Regions from separate parts of the Gasterosteus aculeatus genome. Here region 2 is linked to region 1. The links are chromatin contacts, called in public Hi-C maps. All regions are on one chromosome and are shown on one strand. The core of a region is the stretch at or near the end of the contact, and the rest is flanking DNA. Distances in the headings are between cores, read along the strand shown.

Region 1 (6,909 bases), core at 2,262-4,761:
TTGTGTGTTGGTCTCTTGTAGCGTGGAACTCTCCTAATTTTCTAGTCATCTGAACTGAAAGAATGTGCAGAAATGGGGTGTCGTGATAAGAGGGCACAATAACCTAGTTGGAATTTCTGTGTGAGAGGAGAGTTTTATTCTAAAAGGAGGTTTGGAGCTCCTTTCCTTAGTTTGCACGGCCTTTTACAGAGAAACCATCTTCAAAACACTTGCAAGGAAAGAGTCGCGCTGCGACCGCCCTGCGGTGGAAACCCCCCCCGGACGAATCCCCCCCATCCCTCCTTCTGAAACGGTCTTTCCTCACCCGTCTTCGCCGCCGTCCTGTGGGTTCCGTTTGCTTGAGCTCAGGTCTCGTAGAGGGAAGCGCTGTCAGTGCTTTGGCTTTAAGTCCAAAGTTGTCTCTCTAACACAGGGCCTCGCTGCCGCTCTGACTCAAACCGCCTTCACCATCCTATCTGAGCCCCGCGGTGTGAATTTCTAACAGTTTCCACTGCAGATTCTGCGAATCCTCCAATTGTGATGAGAATAAAGAAATAAAAAAGGTAAAACACTTGTGTCTTGTAGCGAATTCGGGCGGCTCCCTCCAAGGCCCACAGACGCCACAGTCCTCTGGCAGCAGCTCCACAGCCGAGGCGGTCGGAGACCTGAAACCTCCCACACCTGCCACCACCCCCCTGGGACAGGTCACCTCGCTGCCCCCCAACAGGTAGCACACGGACATCCTGCACTACGAACAGCACTGCCGCAGCACCGGGAGGCTGCTTACTTGTGTACCTGCTACAGTAATAGCACTCGGTTCTTTTCTACCATCAATTTGGTCCAATCTAATTGCAGCCTGATATTGTGTCATTGGACAAGATGGTTGTCTGTTGATAGTATGAATTGGGAACAACTGTGGTTTAGTGAAGCGGGATCTCACAGGAACATTAGCATTAGCATTATTAGCATTATTTTAGCATTAGCATTAGCATTATTTTTAGGCGATGTAGGTAAGATTGAAAAATAAATGTACATAATGTTTGGATGCTGCCTGTATGGTATTCACTTATTATGTAAAAGTCATCCTGATAAAAATTCAATGTTCTAGCTGTATTTGTGATATTATGTGTGTGTAAATGTTAAATTATATCATTTTAAATAACAGGATGAAAGGTTACTACTTAAATTTGGTCAAGTACTTGTTTTGAGGTTATGTTATATGCTATTTTATGCTTTTTACTCCACAACATATATTGGACTTACTACTTACTTTTAAGATCAAGTTTTTACATACGAACTCATTAAAAATTAACTTGCTCTAACAGAGTATAAAGATTTATTTTAACCGACTACAACATAAAGTCCTGCATACAGATCGACAGTAATGTATCTTTTATAATATTCCGGTAATATATTATTATACGAGGAGTAATTTTACATTTAATAAGTGCATTTTCTATTTAATATATAAAGAATTTTTTTATAAAAATGAAGCAGCCATCAACAATTTAAAAAAAGGAAAGTCCCTCCAAAATAAGAGCACAGAGCTCCTTCCCGGCACACATCATGTTGATGTTTTCTGTGCGCTGCTCCTCTCTCACACAGCTTTGATCTTCCCCTCTCTCCCTCCCTCCCCCTCTCTCTCTCTCCCTCTCTCTCGCTCCCTCCCTGCCTCGTCCAGGAGCAGTGTGAGCGTGCAGGACCCCTTCTCGGAGGTGAGCGACCCGGCCTTCCAGAAGCGCGCCGCCCCCCTGCCCCCCTCGGCTCCTTACCAGCAGGGCCTCAGCATGCCTGACATGATGATGAGGATGCAGTACGACGCCAAGGACCCCTTCGCCGGGATGAGGAAGAGTGAGTGAGACCCCGTTTCCCCAATTTCACAGAAGATGTTCAAACGTATGTAAATAAACTGTTTTTCGGGCCGCCGAAACTATTTTGCATTGTCAACTTTAATTTTTTTATTCAAAACTTTCGTGGCACTTTGTCAAAATGACTCATGTATCTCAAAGCCGTTGTTCTTTCGTTTGTCTCGTTGGTCTAATTCACCGTCTAGTCAGGACAGATGTGTCTGTGTGTTTGTGCTTTACCTCTGGAACTATGAAAGGAGATGAGAACCCTTTCGTCACGGCACGCAAGCCCTTTATCGAAAACATGCCAGCTCGTCTGATGTTCCTGTAGCTTGGCCTTTGTCTCATCCCAACTTTGTTCATCCTTTTCATCCTCCCCGTATTCAACCTTTCATCCCTCCCACCCTGCTGGGAAGCACCTGTTTTGACCAACTCATGTGGTTTAGTTTTCAGAACAAACCGCAGTTTGTAGAAAGGCTGGTGAGGATGGAGTCTGAATGAGTAATGTGGTGGATGTTAGCTGCATAACAACAGTTGCCGCCTCAGAACAAGAGATTTAATCATGTGAGGTGGTGAAGATCCATGGAGGAACGCTGCCACCTGGTGGTCAGTAAGAGACCAAAAGTTAGACTATTGTTTAGCCCATTTCTTTTTCACCCTGCGCAGTGGCGGGATCCGATCCCTACATGCCGGGACAAATGCCCGCTGGGGGCATGCAGGAGATGTACGGTCGACCCCCGTCAGCCTTGAGCATGAGCCAACGGGCGCAGTATCCATATGGGCCGGGCTACGACAGGAGGTAGGCACACAAATCAAGAGGGAGAGGGTCGCGAACCTGTAGGGTCTCATGATATGTCTCCATCGGGTGTTCTGTCAGCGATGTTTAGTCAGAAGCATGAAGACTTTGCTGTCGTTTGATTCTCAGACCGGACCACGTCATGGGGATGGAGGGGAACATGGGTCCCCCCGGGAGTCAGAACAACATGGGACCTTTGAACAGCGAGGGCGGCATGTACTCTCCCAGTCGATACCCTTCACAGCAAAGGTCAGCACCAATCAAGTACACTTGTTGAACGAAAAAAATGTTACTCTGCGAATTTCATTTCTTTTAACCTGGGACTTCCTTTCGCCTCCTCTGCCCTCCGTTCCGTTTCAGACACGATGGCTACAGTCAGCAGTATCCCAGCATGCCATATGGAATGCATCCATCCGGGATGTACCCTCAGCAACAGGTGAGAACGAGATGTAAACACAGCAATATTCACATGGTTTGTTGGGACTTTATTTATTGAAGGAACAAAATAAATATAGTGTAGTACAGACGAGTAAAACTTTAAAAGGCTTCATCTGTGTTAAACAGGAGATGTACTAAAGCTATGACTATTTTACCTACAGATAATTTAATGATCATGTCAGATTCTGAGTAATACATTTCCCCCAGTTCGTCTTTCCCAATTGTTGATGTGGCGGAAAGGTTATTACTCCCATTATACATGTATTTATTGTTGTTACTATGGAACTGGAATAATGGGAATAAATTAGCCGTGTCTGTGTGTTTTAACTGACTCACACCCCTTTGCTCCAGCAGGGCTACAAGCGTCCCATGGACGGTATGTATGGCCCCCCGCCCAAGAGACACGAGAGCGACATGTATGCCATGCAGTACGCCAACCAGCAGCCGGACATGTACAACCACTACGGTGGTGGGTACTCGGGACCTGAACACAGACCCGTCCAGGGACAGTTCCCTTACCCCTACCCCCGCGAACGCATGGCCCCCTCAGGTCAGAGCCAGCACGCCATGATGGCCGGGGGGCCCACTCCTAACCATGCCGCCGACGGGCCCAACATGTGGCCCTCCAGGACGGAGCTCGGCTACCCGTACCCCAACAGACAGGGGCCGCCGTCGCAGATGGCGGCCTACGGCCCGATGGCCCGAGACGACATGGACGGGCGGCCGGGGCAGGAGCAGTGGCATCGCCAGTCTCCCTACCTGTCGTCGTCGGGCGGCATGCCCCCCCTGTCCTCGCGCCAGCCGTCTTCTTACTCCAACTCTCCATCCATGGTCAACCACCTGTCCAGAGCGGCCAGCCCGGGAGCCTTCCAACGCTCCATGGACTCCAGGATGTCCCCCAAAGCCCCGTTCATGTCGCCCATGAAGATGCCCAAGACCGGAATGGCCATGATGGGCCCGCAGGGAGGTGGACCCCTCGGTCACTTTCCTCCCAACCTGAGGCGGGACCTCAACTACCCACCGGGATCGGCGGAGGCCACCATGCCGATTCTGAAACCCAGACGCAAGCTCACCTCCAAGGACACCGGTGAGATGAAGTCTCGTCATTTCATTTATTACTATTTTGACTCAAGAGTTGGGAGCCAAAATAGAGCCGTTGCTGATTGTTTAATTAGCTTGGAAAGTGAAAGTGAATTTATTGTATTGCTCTAAAGAATCTGCCTTGGGTGAACAGCTGAGTCTAGAACTACAATGATATCTAATCGAGTGTCACATATTATCACGTATCACAAAAATACCTCTGTTGTTAACCCCAGGAACCCCCGAGGCCTGGCGCGTGATGATGTCTCTGAAGTCCGGCCTGCTGGCAGAAAGCACGTGGGCCCTGGACACCATTAATATCCTGCTGTACGATGACAGCACTGTGGGCTCCTTTACGCTCTCACAGGTAACACCAATAGCTTGGCTGAACCTGATCCTTCAGTTTTAACTGTTCTGTTGCACTATAAAGGTCTCTAAAATTCTACAAAGTGAAAATATTCAGTCCAAACATTTTTTGTTTTTTTGTCTGAACAGTTGCCAGGATTCCTCGAGCTGATTGTCGAGTACTTTCGCCGTTACCTAATTGAGATCTTTGGCATCCTGGAGGAGTTTGAAGTGGGGACAGTAGCTCAGAAAAGCCTTTTGGACCCTGCTGCTAACCAGGAAGAAGAAATCATCACTGACCAGGAGACGGTTTCCAACGGCCATCCGGAACCTGAGTCAGCTCAGGCAGAAGACACAAAGATGGAGCAAGCGGCAGGCGCCGTGGTGGAGGAAGCTCCAGCGGTCACCGCTGCACAGCCAGAATCGGAATCGGAGGTAAACAGCGAGAAGGCGGAGTGTGAGTCTGCGAGCATAAAGAAGGAGGGCAAAAACGAAATGGACGGACAGGCGGAGCCAAAAGCGGAAGAGAGTGAAAAAGGAGCAGAGAACAGCAAGGAGTGTGTCGAGCTGCCGGTGGCCGAGCTAAAACTTCAACTCAAGCAAGCCAGTAAATATGACAAGCTCCCCATCAAGATCGTGCACAAAGAGGACCTGGTTGAAGACATGACAGAGCGCTTGGGTCACGTCACCGAGTTCACGAGCGGCTTGCTCCACTGGCAGGCTGGCGGAGGGGATTCCACCGCGCACATCCAAACGCAATTCGAACCCCGCGGCGACGCCCCTCCCCCGGCGGACAACGAAAACGAGGAGGAAAACCAAGCGGACGACGGCAAGAAACGGCCGCTGAAACACATCACGGCCACTATAGACGATGTCCTCTGTGCTCGGGTCGACGCCCTTTCGTACGGCCACCCTGCGCGCTCCTTGCCCTCCTACCCGTTCAGGGTGCATCAGGACGGGGAGCAGGACCACATCACCCTGCTGGAGGATGAGCCTCGCTGCCTGGACGACGCTCCGCTCTCCACCTCCTCCGCCTGGCAGGACTCGCTGGCCAAGCGCTGCCTGTGCGTCTCCAACATCGTCCGGAGCCTGTCCTTCATCCCCGGGAACGACTCGGATATGTCACGCCACCCTGCTCTGGTTCTCCTCCTGGGTCGGCTGCTCCTGCTGCACCACCAGCACCCGGAGAGGAACAGGTCGCCCCCGGGCCACCAGAGGGACGAGCAGAAGGAGCGGGGGCTGTCGAGCAGCAGAGAGGAGTGGCGGTGGGAGTGCCTGAGTCTGCTCAGGGAGAATGCTATGGTCACTCTGGCCAACATCTCGGGTCAGCTGGATCTCTCCACCTATCCGGACACTATCTGCCTCCCCATCTTGGATGGCCTACTCCACTGGATGGTGTGCCCCTCCGCCGAAGCGCAGGACCCCTTCCCATCGGCGGCACCCCACTCACAGCTCACTCCCCAGAGGCTGGTGCTGGAGTGCCTCTGCAAGCTGAGCATCCAGGGCGGCAACGTTGACCTCCTGCTAGCCACGCCCCCTTTCAGCCGTCAGGAGAAGTTCTTCACCGTCTTGGTCCGCTATGTGGGCCAGAGGAAGGCGCAGGTGTACCGAGAGATGGCAGTGGCTGTGCTCTCCCACCTGGCACAAGGCGATCCCACAGCGGCACGTGCCATAGCCATGAAGAAGGGCAGCGTGGGTAATTTAGTAGGCTTCCTGGACGACGGTGTCAGCATGGCGCAGTACCAGCAGAACCCTCACAGCTTGCTGCACATGGGGCACCCCCCTATGGACCCACCGAGCATAAACATGATGTGCAGAGCAGCTAAAGGCCTGTTGGCTATGGCTAAAGTGGAGGAGAACAAGACCGAGTTTGTGTTGTACGAAAGCAGATTATTAGACATCTCCATTTCCTCTGCGCTCAACGCCGGGGTGGTGGCCATCATTTGCCAAGTTCTCTTTCACCTGGGGAAATTATGACAAGAGGAGAGGCGGGACTCCCACGGCAGACGCTAAGATGCTTCTGTGGTTTCCTATTTTTATTTATCAAAATGGCAGAAAATGTTTTGTTTTTTTTAAAAGACATATCCACAAAATATCTCTATATATGTATAGCTTCTGGGCCCTGTTAAAAAAAAGTGGGTTTGGCATTTGAAAGCTCATTTTAATACTAATATTTAATACCTGCCGCTGTTGGATTGCTAATTTTGTTTGGCTTTTTTTTTGTTTTTGTTTACTTTTCAGCCAAAGCTGCCACAAGATGTCGGTGCTGAATTACGTGGTTCCTTTTGAGTCGATGAGTCGTGGAGATGTTTTTCAGTTTTATAAACGCTAATATACTCATCAACATTTTGTCAATGGAGAGTATTTATTTAAAATGTGACTCTGTACAGTAGTTTGAACTTTTTTGCCAACAGTTGTGGGGGG
Region 2 (7,086 bases), core at 2,350-4,849, 160 kb before region 1:
GTTTACACGTCTCAGATGAATGTTTGCAAGGGCAATGTGGTGGAAGTGATCACAGGGGCCAAGATCCTCCAGATGCCCTGTGCCGTCCAGGCGGCCATGGACTCCATGTCCGAACAGATCACCGCGGCGAACTGCTACGAGATCCTGACCATCGCCAAAAAGCAGCGACTCAGCGAACTGAAGGAGACCGCCTACGGCTTCATGAGCGACAACTTCCTCCAGGTCCTCAAAGACCCCGCCGCGTACGGCCGCCTCAACGGATCTGAGCGGGATCTGATCCTGAAGAAGCGAATGGAGGGGAGGCAGACCCTGATGGTGGCGGAGATAAACGACGTGTTCGATCGCGTCGGGAGCCGGCCGCCGAGCCGCTGCAGCAGCCGCCCGCAGAGCCCTCTGTCGGTCGGCTCTTTGGAGGACAGTCACATGATTTACCACTTTAACGAAACCGCAAACGACTGGAGACCTTTGACCGCAATGCCCGAGGACATCAACACCAAAGGCTGCGGGATGTGCACCATGTACAACTACCTGTTTGTGGCCGGGGGGATAAAGGGCTACGGGGACAAGGGCAAGGTCTCAGACAAGGTCTTCTGTTTCAACCCGGTAACCAACCGCTGGGCCGAGGTGCGACCCCTGACGCAAGCTCGCGCCCAGCTCAAGCTGGTGTCCATGGACGGCTACTTGTACGCCATTGGAGGGGAATGTTTGTTTACGGTGGAAAAGTACGACCCTCGCATGGACCGCTGGACCGCCGTGGCCCCCTTGCCCAAGGGAGCCTTCGCGGTGGCCCACGAAGCGACGACCTGCGGCGGCGAGCTGTACGTCTCGGGGGGCTCCCTCTTCTACCGCCTCCTGAAGTACGACGCCAAGCGGGACGAGTGGCAGGAGTGCCCCTACAACAACAGCAGGAAGAAGTCCTCCGACATGGTGGCCTTCAAAAGCTTCATCTATCGCTTCGACGTCAACCGCGAGCACGGGATCACCGTGGTGAAGTACAACAGCATCGTGAAGATGTGGCACGACTGCGCGTCGCAGAGGCTCGGGAGTCATTTGCCCTTCAGGTGCGCCGTGATCGGGAACTGCATCTACTGCGTGAACAAAAGCCAGACTCTTCGGTTCGTGGTGGAGGAGGAGAACGCCTTCTTTGTCGAGGAAACGCTGAGGGCGCCTCTGGAGGCCAAAGGGCTTCTTTTCCCTTTCGTTCTCACTTTGCCTGAAAAGCCTGAGAAAATGACATAGTGTGTGTGTGTGTGTGTGTGTGTGTGTGTGTGTGTGTGTGTGTGCTGTGTGTGGGGGTGTCCAGACAAACAAAATAACCGCGTAATCGCAAAACTGGAATAAGCAGAAGAGCGTATAAACATTCTTTAATGTCAGCTTCTATCTCGGTGTCTCTTTGCCTGCTTGCGGTGGAATGTGTGTATTTGCATGGCGATTTAATGTGTCTGCAGGCTCAAGCCTTAAAAGGAAAAAATGTTTTTTTTTTAAGAGTTGAATGAATGCAATGCTACTTGTATCTGACTGTAGATGACCGTGACTGTAGGTTGTTTTTGTAGTTCGGATAGATATCATTTAGAGATTAATAACTAGTTGACTGGTGACAAGCGTTTTGTTGAAAGTTGTAGAAGCATAGTGCGCCTTTGAACGATGCAACGCAGGTTCTATGCAAATGAGACCAAATAGACAGGTGGGTCTGCTGTAATGCTATTTAATAATTACTATAATGGGAATACGACTTGGAAGGAAAGCAACAGTTCTTCGATTTAAGGCTGGAACTAAGGATTTTTTTTGTGATTAAGCAATTCATTATTTTGTAAACAAAATGTCAAGAAACTACACATTTTCTAATTTACCGTACCCAAAGGAGATGCATTCGAGTGTTGTCTTGTTTCATACAACCAACTGTCCAAAACCCAAATATTTTTGCTGTATTATTTGATAATATAAGAGAATATACACATTTCTCACATTTGAGCTGGGAAACAAATTATAATCTGTTAAACTGTTATCGGGCTAAGCTCATGTGGAATTCCAGCTATCAAGTAATTAGAAACTGAAGTACACATAAGTAAATGTATTTACTTTTGCAATCAGTGAAAGCCGTTTTGGTTATAGTTCATATTCTACTCACAGGTGTCACAGGTCCTACATTTAGCACGCTTGCCAAAGATAAATAATCAAAACCGATAAAGACTTTTTGCATCTTCTGTGCATTAAACCCACAGATTTGAGTCATAAAAAGAAAGAAGATAGGTGTTTTCTTTTAAGAGGAATGATATTGTGTTGCTGCTAACAGGCACTTTCTGGGATGTTGAGGGAAAGTAAGACATTTAGAATAGATAACGGTGATATCTGTATGTATTTATCTCCCTGTAAGTGTTTAAGGAAACAGCCACAGACTCACGTTCAAGTGCCAGCAGGTTCAACCCCACAGTGCAGAAAGGAGGTCAGGGTCATGACAGTTACTCAAACAAACCGTTTGGTTTTTGCCTTTCACAGTATTTGTTTGCTTTGCAACAACACATTGGAATGGAGGTTACTGGTGATAAACTCCTGGAAAAATTTGCTTTTGATACATTTTTTTGGGAACGCCAATGCGACGAGGACAAAGTGGATGTGGTTTTAATATTTCGCTGGCTGGAAACTGTATTTTTGTGATTCTTTTTTGGTATGGATTTGTTAAAGTGCTGCAATGTTAGGCTTCCAGTTGAAGGCATATGGAGTGGGCTAACAACTAAACTAGCTGTTGGATAATGTATATCAGTCAGAACTAAGTGCTAAAAATAAAAATATATTTGTGTCTGAAAATGACCTGTTTCTCTGAATATGTCTTTAACGAAACAAAGCTGCCGTCTAGTGGAGGCTGAGTGTAACTGCGCCAAGTAGAGCCATTCTAATACATGCACAGTCATATTTATGATATTCCTATAATGTCCATGTTGTAAAGCTTATCTGATTTCATCACAGCTTTTCGTAGCTCTCATTTACAAGCCGGTCATATGCTTCAAAAATTGAAAGGTAAAGTACTGCATATGTGACAAAATGAAATGCAGATTGATGCCCATATCCACCACCTTCATTTTTATTTACTGTTTTTAGGCTTTATGACTTAACTTTTGTCTATTATTTTATTTATTGCAAGTATGAGATTGTTCCTAATATTTTAGATAATAAGATGACTACAATTATCTTCTCAAATGTTTTTTATCGTTGTGATAAAATGATCATTGTGTGGTATTATTTTATAGAGAGATCTTTCTCATGGCGCTTTAAACAATTCTAAAATTATTATTATATCGAACTACATGAAAAATAATATAAATACAAATCTTTGTTTATGCTTTATAGATAAAAGAAGTAATGTCATGGAACCTCACAATAAACTCAAGTATAGTCAGTCAGTTGTGTGCTATTATCCAAAAACTACAAGAGGTTTTTTTGTTGGAATCAGACATACATTGACTTTTTTTTCTATCCCTGCATCTATCAAAGTATTAAATGAGAGAACTGTTTTTATTGCAGGACACTAACTGCTGCTAAGCAGCGCCCTCTGTGGCTCAAAGGGAGAATGCAGGATAATGGCACATCGAATGTTCCTCCATTTCCCAAGATTCTCTGCGGGGCAAACGCTTCAATGACGTCATCATTGTGTGACCTGACTGAGCGAGATGAGGCCGCAACATGCCTGCATGGTAAGATGTACTTATGTGGAAAAAACATTTGTGACATGATAGAACATGGATAATTGCTTTAATAGTACAACTAATACTAATACCAGAACAGGTAAGGATGTAGCCACCAAACTCCCGAGTGTAAAATACAAAAAAAGAGGAACATTACGTGACTCCAAAAAGGTTGCTCTAAGTAACGATTTTAAATAACAAAAGGTTCACAACATAGGTATATTTCAGCCTACCTTGTATGAAATAAGCCAACCCATTTTATTTTACATGACATTCAAACTGCGCCAGTATTGCTCATAAATCCTAATTCATAAAGAGTATACAATATTAAAAAGAAAAATCATGTGATTGACTGTCAATATGCACATATATACATTTTTTTGTTACTTGCACAATGTAATCCACAGACCACTGATCCCCCGTGACTAATCACACCCAGTAATCTTTTATTGCAACTCATTAAGGAGACTTTTTAGTGCGTAGTTGTTTTAGTAGTTTAACTACACAATAAAGATAAGGCGCAAATAAAGGATGTAATTCCTCCTTTAATTTAGTAACCTATTGAATTCCACCACAAACTACAGTCTAAAATCTGAGCATAAATGTAATATTTAGTTCATTCCAGAGGTGCCATATTGAACATGTGTCGGTTCTATCGTTTCCCCTTGCTCTATCTCCCACTGTGTTCACCCGCTTCAACACTGGAGGGCAGTATGAGAACGATGTAGAGGATGGACATGGACACGGCTGCAGCATTTTCCATTCGGGGATGCTCGTACTTTAATTACACTGGTGTCGAGCTCACTGCCATACAGCTACCAGGCTTGGATTCATGATTTTAATTTAGTAGCCCAGTGTTCTAATACTAATCGTTCCAATAACTTCATGACATTGAGAAGAAAGCTTTGTTACTCAATATCAAACCCACACTAAACGCTCAGCCTGTTGCCATGGAACCAGAATGATTGACAGTCTCCTGATGTTGGGGCTGGACCCTCTTGTCTGCTCCTCCAGTTCACCGGCTTCTCGATTAAATGCCCTCTTGACTAAATTAATTTAGTATTTAGCTGTTTCCTACATATACATCGCGCATATATTCTCTCCCTGTTTCATAAACCCTACCAATGAAAGCCGCACATCTATTTGTATTTTTTATTAAATGTCACATCTGCTGCGCCTGATAAGTAATTAGCATTAGCTTAGTTTAATCAAGCTAGCAAGCTAGTTAGCCAGCAATACGTGACTTCCGAGCCAATTCTATTCACCAGTTATCGATTTATTTCAGATCTTGCCATGATGGTAAAAGGCCAACCGTGCATAAATGTGTCATAAGTTATTTAAAAACTTAAACTTACGTAAATGTACTTGGAAGATGGTACTTAGCTAAGTAGCAGTAAAGAGACAAAACCTTGTGTAATGTAAATCAACACAATTTATCATCGTTTGAAGGGACCAAAATGCTGCTTCTGAATGTCAGAGCTCAGTCAAGTGAAGGAGATGTGGTTTCATTTCATTAAAATACGACTATTATCAACTGAGGTGAGAATCTCATCTAAAACTGTCTTTGACCTTTTTATCTGCACTGTCATTTTTTTTTCACTGGGTAAGGTGATGAGGGTGTCATAACACACGTTGGATTCGATGGGAGCATATTTGCTATTCCCTCACCGTCACATCTGGTTCAATTCTTTGTATCCTGTAAATAAATATGTTCGATACCCTTACTGGTTTCAGAAAAGGCACACCTGGGAACCCCTTAATTAGACCAAAGACTCTCTTAATTGCATATCGCGACTTACCATTCAAGCGTTTCACGTCCCGTTTGACATTGTCCTCTGTCTGTTCGAATGTACGCGGGAGGTGTGTAGCTGGATTTGCAATGAAAGGGCCCCCCTACTGAAAACATGACTCGTTCCTGGAGAACCCTCCGGAGGGGCTGAATGGGCCGACGGCCACCCCCGCCAGGGCCGGCCAAGCGAGGGCGTGCATTTCATCCGTTGTTGCACAGACGGGTACGTCCGCCAGGATCTGGTCCGACGGGGGCCTTCTTTGGAGGCGAGAGCAGCTCGCCGTCTTCTTTAGTTCCCTCACTGAATGCTAATTATGTTTGCATAATTGGTTTTAGTCATTTAAATGAGGAGCTCGTGAAATTATTTTTCCCCTTGTTTTCACCTGCAGCTAAATTTAGCTAACAAGGTCTGTCTGAATCTGAACTGCTTTGTTAAAAAAAAAAAAAAAAAGTGAGGCATTAGTGCTTTTTCGACTTCACAGTGAGGTGTCAATGGATCTCGCGTCTTGAAAGGGTGAAGATAAAATCTGAAACGACTTAAAACCACAAATGCGATAAAGCTGTTGGGAATGTTTGTGTGCCGGGCCGTCGAACCGCTTTGAAGCAGATGAAAAAAAAAAAGGAAAAAAAGAAAATAACGACATTTTGTTTTAATTTCCAGTTGATTATCTGCGATTATGCACTAAAACAGCATGCTTACCCTTTATAGAGACAGACTACTTGCTGAATGGCCCGGGGGTCGGGGGGGGGGCCGTAATGTGCTTTTCCGTATCCACCCTAAACTCTCTCATTTTTGCCATTTGAACATACACAGAATTATTTACACCTTCAAGGCTTCTTGACTGAACTGCACATCAGTCAATTAGTAAATCAGAAATTTTCTGTGATTTCTGTTTAGCGTGGCGTCCTTGGCTCCCTCTGGTCCCCCCCCACCCCCCCCATCATCCCCCCCTCCCCCTTTTTAGTCTCCTATCCTGACAGTGACAAATTACTCCTCTGCTTGGCGAGATTGAAAATTAAAAGCATTTAAAGTTGCTCATGCATTTATGCTAATGAGAAACTCAGATATGATTTGCATGCGAAAGAGGCTCGTCTGGGAACTCATCAATGCCCCCACCGGCTCCAGCCGCGCGTTTTCTTTAGGCTGCGTTTTTCATCCTCTCACAATTTGAAGCAAAGAAAGAAAATGTGGTGCGTAAACACCGATAAATGTGACATTTCATGCGGCAGCCTTTCATTACACACACAAAGCATTGTGTGGTTTCCTTTGGAGAGGGGCTTTGTACGGTGTTTGTGATGCAACCTGCCATTGGTGCCCTCTTACATCCGCTCAGGCAAATTGGGTCATTGTGTCTGGCGTCGTCACATCAAACTACGGGAGGAAACGCTGCGAGCGCAATGACATCGTGCACTTACTGCTCACGCCGTCTCCTGTCGCCATTTGGACGATGTATTTACTCGTGTAACATTGGCCATATGAAAACTACTCTGTGTGCATGAGCGTCTAAAGTGTAATATTAAAGTGTTTGAGGGGGAAAGAAGGGCTTTGTGTTGTGAAAAATGGTGTGCAGAGCATTCTGGAGCTGCAGGATTAAAACTCAGGGTTGGTTTGTTTTC

Evidence for each region. A called contact is a pair of places that touch in the nucleus more often than the background predicts.
Region 2: a contact with region 1 is called in a Hi-C map of skeletal muscle, with 14 times the contacts expected there. The contact joins two enhancer-like sites. A contact is called at or near these places in 3 of 6 Hi-C or Micro-C datasets (skeletal muscle and whole body).

The regions. Positions count from the first base shown.
Region 1 is chr15:4,231,098-4,238,006 of fGasAcu3.hap1.1, reverse strand. It overlaps arid1b (AT-rich interactive domain 1B), which reads left to right. Exons shown (of 21, transcript XM_078089494.1): 14 at 565-706; 15 at 1,661-1,830; 16 at 2,493-2,625; 17 at 2,752-2,871; 18 at 2,983-3,058; 19 at 3,415-4,147; 20 at 4,377-4,507; 21 at 4,636-6,909. The coding sequence ends at 6,462. Among protein-coding and RNA genes, the nearest start is that of zdhhc14, 8.7 kb to the right of the region's middle. Within about 2 kb of position 3,511, at least 2 of the 9 cell types and tissues checked have open chromatin away from gene starts, as enhancers often do.
Region 2 is chr15:4,386,049-4,393,134 of fGasAcu3.hap1.1, reverse strand. It overlaps kbtbd11 (kelch repeat and BTB (POZ) domain containing 11), which reads left to right. Exons shown (of 2, transcript XM_040199956.2): 2 at 1-2,805. The coding sequence ends at 1,239. Among protein-coding and RNA genes, the nearest start is that of kbtbd11, 5.6 kb to the left of the region's middle. Within about 2 kb of position 3,599, at least 9 of the 9 cell types and tissues checked have open chromatin away from gene starts, as enhancers often do.